Linked DNA regions of Mus musculus: region 2 is linked to region 1. Evidence: chromatin contacts called from public ChIA-PET data. All regions are on one chromosome and are shown on one strand. Each heading gives the region's core, a stretch centred on a gene start, on an enhancer-like site or on the middle of the called end of the contact. The rest is flanking DNA. Distances are from core to core; before and after follow the strand shown.

Evidence for each region. ChIA-PET counts read pairs in DNA pulled down with a chosen protein or histone mark.
Region 2: a contact with region 1 is called in an RNA polymerase II ChIA-PET map of memory CD8 T cells, with 27 read pairs. The contact joins two enhancer-like sites. A contact is called at or near these places in 3 of 115 datasets of contacts at active chromatin or transcription factors (effector CD8 T cells, memory CD8 T cells and pancreatic cancer cells).

What each region holds. Positions count from the first base shown.
Region 1 is chr12:21,172,117-21,175,448 of GRCm38.p6, forward strand. The region is part of intron 2 of Asap2 (ArfGAP with SH3 domain, ankyrin repeat and PH domain 2); the gene reads left to right. Among named protein-coding and RNA genes, the nearest start is that of Asap2, 62 kb to the left of the region's middle. Within about 2 kb of position 1,870, at least 55 of the 459 cell types and tissues checked have an H3K27ac peak or open chromatin away from gene starts, as enhancers often do. A contact at or near this core is called in effector CD8 T cells and memory CD8 T cells, where this site is marked.
Region 2 is chr12:21,478,914-21,482,245 of GRCm38.p6, forward strand. No RefSeq gene overlaps it. Among named protein-coding and RNA genes, the nearest start is that of Gm4419, 63 kb to the left of the region's middle. Within about 2 kb of position 1,543, at least 40 of the 459 cell types and tissues checked have an H3K27ac peak or open chromatin away from gene starts, as enhancers often do. A contact at or near this core is called in effector CD8 T cells and memory CD8 T cells, where this site is marked.

The sequences.
Region 1 (3,332 bases), core at 620-3,119:
TCCTGACTCTCATTTCCTCTTGCTTCAGTAGCATGTTTCTGTCTGCCTAGCAGCTTCAGGGAGCACACACTCTTCATTCAGATTTGCAGGTGGGAAGTGAAGCGTGGGTCTCACTGTGCTAAGATCAAAGCATCTTCAAGGTCCCTTCGCTTCCCCATTTCTTGTAGAGGCCAGCTGTACTCCGTCACTCTCAGCCCCTTGTATCTACAGAGCCAGCCAATAGACGTTGGAGTCTTCCCACAGGTCCTGTCTGAGAGTCTGCACCGCTGGTTGTCGAAACCTAATGCTATATATCCATGCCTCGAACAGCTGGGGCTTGTTGCAGTTCTAGAAACAGGAAGTCCCCATTAGGCTACCAAGGTAGGCTCTCAGGTGGTTTATAGACAGTTGGCTTGTTTCGAGACCATAGCCCTATAGCCCTGACTGGCCTGGAACATGCTATGTAGACCAGACTGGCTGGGAATTCACAGAGATGCAGCTACCTCTACCTCCTATGTTCCACCACGCATGGCCAACAGTTATTTTCATGGGATACAGGAAGAAAGTCCTCTGGGGTCTCTGCTCATAAGGTCAATCCCATAAGGGCCTTGCCTTCTGAATTCACCTAAAGCTAATGATTTCCTAGTGGCTCCATCCCTTGATAGTAGCACACTGACCTCAGTATTAAACTTGGGGAGGCAGGTGTGTTCAGTCCCAATACAGACCCTGAATCTCCTGCCCCTCTCTTTCACATTTAAGTACCTTACATTTTAAAAGTTACATGTATTAATTATTATTTTGTGTGGGGTGGGTTGGGGGTTATGTGCACATAGAGTAACTTTGACAGTTCGATTCTCTCTTCCCACCACATGGGCCCTAGCCATGGAATTCAGGCTGTCAGGTTTGGTGACAAGTGCCTTTACCTGCTGAGCACCCCGTCATCTAGAACAATCACATCTCAAACTGGTTAGCAAGTTTAGGTCATCTACTCTTTCCTCTCCCTGTCAGGCAGCATACTGTACTCCTGGATCCCAGGGATTACAGGGTGAGGGATGGGACATTCTTCCTCCCTCATCGAGCCTCTGAGTGTTTTGAGGTTGGTTCACTTTAAACTCTTTTGGCAAGCCCCACATTAATGGGTCCTTAATATGCAGGCACTGTTAACGGCCCTAGGGCAGCGCTTCTCACTGTGTGGGCCAAAATCCCTTAGACAAACCTGGGTCTCCAAAAATATTTACATTACAATTCATAACAGTAGCAAAATTACAGTTATGAAGTAGCCATGAAAACAGTTTTATGGTTGGAGTCGCCACAACTTGGGGAACTGTATTAAGAGGTCTCAGCATTAAGAAGGTTGAGAACCACTGCTCCAGGGAGATCTGGTTAAGGGCTAGACTTCACCTGTGGCATCCCTGGTTCAATTGGTCTGTTTATAGCTTCAGTGTTTGCTAATTAAACAGTGCCCCAGAGGTAGAGCTGATCTTTGAGAAATCCACCTTTGAAGTTGTCCTGGGCATCAGTACACCCTCCCCCTACTCCACCTTTATCTACTGAGCATTGATTTACTTATGTGATAGCAAGGGATTATGCTCTCTGTTGGGGATGCCTTTTGTGGAATGTCTTATGAACAGGTTTTTATGTTAGGGAGCTGTTTCTGTAATTTTTCCCCACTCAGTGAACTGCTACCTGAACTCTTAAAACAAAACAGCCCGAATCCAACTTTATATTTATTTTAAATTCTTCTTAAAATTTCTAAGCTCTGTCTCAGCATAAAGGTGTTTTCCTCCAAGCTGAGAAGTTGAAGCTAACATTTTCATCTGTGTTTGACACATCAGCGGGTGAGAAAACTCATCTCAAGGAGGATGAGCATCAAGGAGGAAGCAACGTGAGACTTTCATTTTCACTTCTAGACTCGCCATGGTGGATGGAGTGTTCTTAGGGAGAGCCAGAGCCCTCCTCACCTGGAGTCTGGAGGCCCTGGGGGAATTGTCACATTCCCAAATAGAAAGGTACAGAGGAAGAAATGCTAATTTTACCTGCAACTTTTACTGTCTTCTTCCACCTACTGAGGAAAATGAACCTTCATAGTCCTTCACGCCCCACCAGGTGTATGTGTGTGTGTGTCTATCTGTCTGTCTGTCTGTCTGTGTGCGCACACATGAGCAGAAGGTTAAAGGACAACTTGTGGGAGTTTTCTTTTTCCACCACTTGGCTTGTTACGGGCATTTCAACCTGCTGTGACCTCACTGGCCCTATTTTTTTTTTTTTTTTTTAACGAGAAGCATATACTAGCTTATGGATTGAAGTTTTAGTGTGTATTAAGAAGACAACACATCTGGGTATGGTTTTCTAACTTGTACATTGAAAAATAAATCATAGTTGTTCTCAGAGTTGGACAAGATTACTGGAAAGCTAGAACTCTGCTCTATGGTCGTAACATTGAAAGTGGGCACACAGAGTTTTTGGAAATCTGTAGGCAGTGCACATCGCTGAAATCAAGATCTCTACGAGGAAGGTTCTTCTTGCACAAATATGTTTGTTGTTTTGTTGCATTGCTCATCATGCCAAAATATAAGCAGTGCTCCTGACAAAACCAGGATCAGCCGCTTGGGATGATGGGACTGTACTACAGAAATGAGAATGCTTATGAAACCCAGGGTACAAAATCTGTGCACACATTTCTGTTATTAAAAAGAAATAGCACATCGTAACATCATGAAACAGCATATACTACTGTCAAGATCTTCATACGATTGATGGTAGAAGTAATGATAGCAAAAGTCAGGTGTTCGTGCATTTGCTGGAGGCCGGGCAGTCTACTTACATAAATGTCTTCCCTACAGCAGTGCTGTGAGTTAGGCGCTGCCCTTTGGCAGCAGGGGCACAGCTGGGCACAGCTGGGGCACAGTTAGGGCATGATGAGGATGCACTCCAGAGGAAAACATCTGGCAGTCCTGCTGAGCAGGCTGAAGTCAGTTTGCTGGTTGCCAGTTGAGTCTGAGGCTGTCCATGCTGCTTGCTCTAGAGGTGACTCTCAGGTGACCTCAGGGAAGTGTGAAGATCATTGTCCCATTGAGTTATAAGATCCTTGGAGTCTTAGGGCCAGAGGAAGCACATCTTAAAAGAACGCTCAAGGACTTGGGACTTGCTGTTTTAGAGGGGAGAGGATACTTGTGAGACAGGGTTTCTCTGTGTAGCCTTGGTTGTCTTGTAACTTGCTCTGTAGCCGAGGCTAGCTTTAAACTCGGATATCCACCTGCTTATGCCTCCTGAGTGCTGGATTAAAGGTGTGTGGGCGCCACCACCGCCAAATGGCTTGTTCTTGTCTTAAGAGATGGTTTCCCAAGAGCAGG
Region 2 (3,332 bases), core at 293-2,792, 310 kb after region 1:
CTCGTTCAGAAATTGTCAGAGATGAGGTCCTGATTTCTTAACTCCAAGGTCAGGACATTTTGTAATGCAGTCACTGCCTACTTCTGACCTTCATCCATCTTCCACCCCCACCCCTCCAACCCCTTTGTCCCAATCACTCACTCTAATTTCAAGGAGACACTATTATCCAATCCAGGGTACAGGGCAAGGATGGAAAATGCCACAGGTTTTGTATTCCTGACTTTTGGTAACTGTTTGGAAACACTTTCTAGAAGCTTCCTGTCTTAGTTAGGGCTTTACTCCTGTGAACAGACATTGTGACCAAGGCAACTCTTATGAGGGCAACATTTAATTGGGGCTGGCTTACAGGTTCAGAGGTTCAGTCCATTATCATCAAGGTGGGAGCATGGCAGTGTCCAAGCAGGCATGGTGCAGGTGGGGCTGAGAGTTCTACATCTTCATCTGAAAGCCAATAGGAGAAGACAGGATTCCAGGCAGCTAGGACAAGGGTTTTAAAGCCCACACCCACAGTAACACACCTACTCCAAGAAGGCCACACCCCCTCCAACAAGGCCACACCTCTTAATGGTGCCATGCCCCGGGACAAGCATATACAAACCATCACACTTCCCTAGCTCCCCAGCCATATCCTCCTCTGTGCTCTCTAGCACTCTGCCTGTTTCTCTCACAGCTCTGAAGATGTCTGCTCACAGCTTCAATAACCAGCCCAGGCTCCTTCATAGAAGGAGGGCATCCCATTCATTTGCACATCTTCTGTCCCTTTGGGATCCACCTGGCCAGGTCTAGCTTGTGTGTGATGTGCAGTCGTAACACCAGGTGGATCACTGAATGCCTGCTATGTGCCATCCACTCTCCTGTTGCAGACAAAGTATCCTCCGAGTCTCACTCTTCAGATCAGGAGTCTGAGGCTCAGGGGAGTGGCATATAGCCCACATTGCTCCCTAAGTATGCATCAGCTGATCCACAGGTGCTCTCTCTCCCTCTCCCTTCTCTCCCTCTCTCTCTCTCTCTCCCTCTCTCTCTCTCTCTCTCTCTGTGTGTGTGTGTGTGTGTGTGTGTGTGTGAGAGAGAGAGAGAGAGAGAGAGAAAGAGAGAGAGAGATGGGGACTATTGCTGCCCCACTCAGCTCTGTTCATGGATGCTGGATGCTAGGGAATGAAACACTAATCTTCATGCTTGTGCTACCAGTGCAGCATACTTTTGCACAGTTAGCTTTCTCCCCAGGTCAAGACCTGGATCTATTTAGTATTCATACTTGTTGATTTTAGAACTAAATTATTCACACCTTCAGTTGACACTGGGGCATAGTAAACATTTCCTAAAGGAGAGAATTAACACTCAGAAGCAGACACATGAAGGGCAGCCTCTGGGAGAGCACTTTGAGGGTTGGACTTCTGGTAGACCTCAGACTTTCTGGGAAACCTTGGTTGGTGTGTGCAGGCCAGTTTCCACTATGTTGTCAGGGAAACAAGGTACTCTGTCATAGCTGCTTACCACAGCAGCGTTGCCAACACTCACCACACCCAGCTTGCATGCCACTTTGGTTTTGTGTTGTGGGTTTGTTCTCCAGGGTATGAGGGACCGCCTCAGTGAGCTCATCTTTACAGGTCTCTGAGTGCCACCCATTGATGTGCCTTGGCACTGAGCTTTCACCACTGGCTCCAGGGGAGATCTAGAAGGTTGATGGTCCCCACCCAAGTGTTCTGGTTCTTGAGATCCCCATCCTACTGGATCCTGTCTCCCACTAGAGTCATAGATTCTTGTCATGGAGGGCAACCATCAAATGTGGAATAGAAAGTTGACTCAGAGATAGGAGTCAAGAACTCCCCCTCGGCTGGGCATGGTGGTGTATGTCTTTAATCCTAGCACTTGGGAGGCAGAGGCAGAGGCAGAGGCAGAGGCAGAGGCAGAGGCAGAGGCAGAGGCAGAGGCAGAGGCAGAGGCAGAGGCAGAGGCAGAGGCAGAGGCAGAGGCAGAGGCAGGTGGATTTGAGTTCCAGTTCAGACTGGTCTACAAAGTGAGTTCTAGGACAGACAAGGATATACAGAGAAACCCTGTCTCAAACAATACAAAATAAAATAAAACCAAAGAAATAAATTCTCCTTGACACTCCTTGGCTCAGCTCACCCCAACTTTTTGGGAAATATTAGAGGCTAGCAGTCAAGGCTAAGGCAGCAGAAGGTAACAGACATGAGAGCTCAGAGATTTGGGTCTGAACCCTGGCCCACTGTTAACCCCACTTTTCAAAATTAAGTTCTGCTTTCTTGATCATCAAACATTTACTTTGTGTCAGGCCCAGTGTGGGACTCTGGGATCACCCAGATAATAAACACTTCCTTATCTTGCCCAGATCATAGTTTGATGGAGATATTAAGCACATCCCCAGTATAAGAGCAGTGGTAACCCCTAGTAATGGAAGAGTCCCACTTAGCTCCTCAAACATATGACTGTCCCCCTCATGGGCCCACAGGTAGCAAAGACTTCTTAAGAAGTGCACACTGCAAATGGTATAGGTTGGCATGTAGCCTGCCTCTCACACTGCTTCAACAAATGAGGCTACTGCAAGCCCCTTGTCTACTATTTCCTCATCCATGAAATGGGCTGATAGAGGCTGTACACATAGGCTTGGTTTCATCTCACTGAGTTCCATGTACTTACCTGGAGAATATACAAACTTTCATAGAAGATTGGTCTTCCTTGATTATCCCATATTCACGTGTAGATCGAACCTTTAGTAGGATTAGTAAGTCTCCCACCTTCCAGGACATAGTGGAAGAGATGGCCAGGATCAAGGGGCATGGCTGCAGAATGAGAGCTGTCAACTGTGCAGCTACTGAAATTGCTTGTGTACACACTTTGCCACTGAGGGCTGTGTTCTGTGAGGACACATGCCATTGAAGGGTGGCTTTGGAAAATAGCCACAAGGACATTGCAACAGCTGTCCTTATTTGTGGCAGGAACTCTGACCTGGGAACTTCAGGCTTCAGACTGGTAGGTTTTTCCCTAGGGTCCTTTCTTCACCCTTGCCTGGAGCCTGAGCCTGTGACAGTGTGGGCTTCGAAGGGCACAACTCGAGACCTTGGGAAGCCACTACTATGGGTAGTTTCATAGCTTCAGCCACCAGCTCCTTGGAAATGCTCAAAGGCAGAACCCTGAGTTCCTCCCACATCTAGCTCTGGTAGGATTGGTTAAGAGCTCAAGATCCTTTCTGAGACCCAACATCTGCATTAGTCTGAAATCTCTTGGGCCTTTTCACCAAAGGGCCAAAGAGAGATTATGTGGTACCACTTGCTTGGTCAGCTGTGTGTGTGCTAAGGGTCCATTTTACAGAT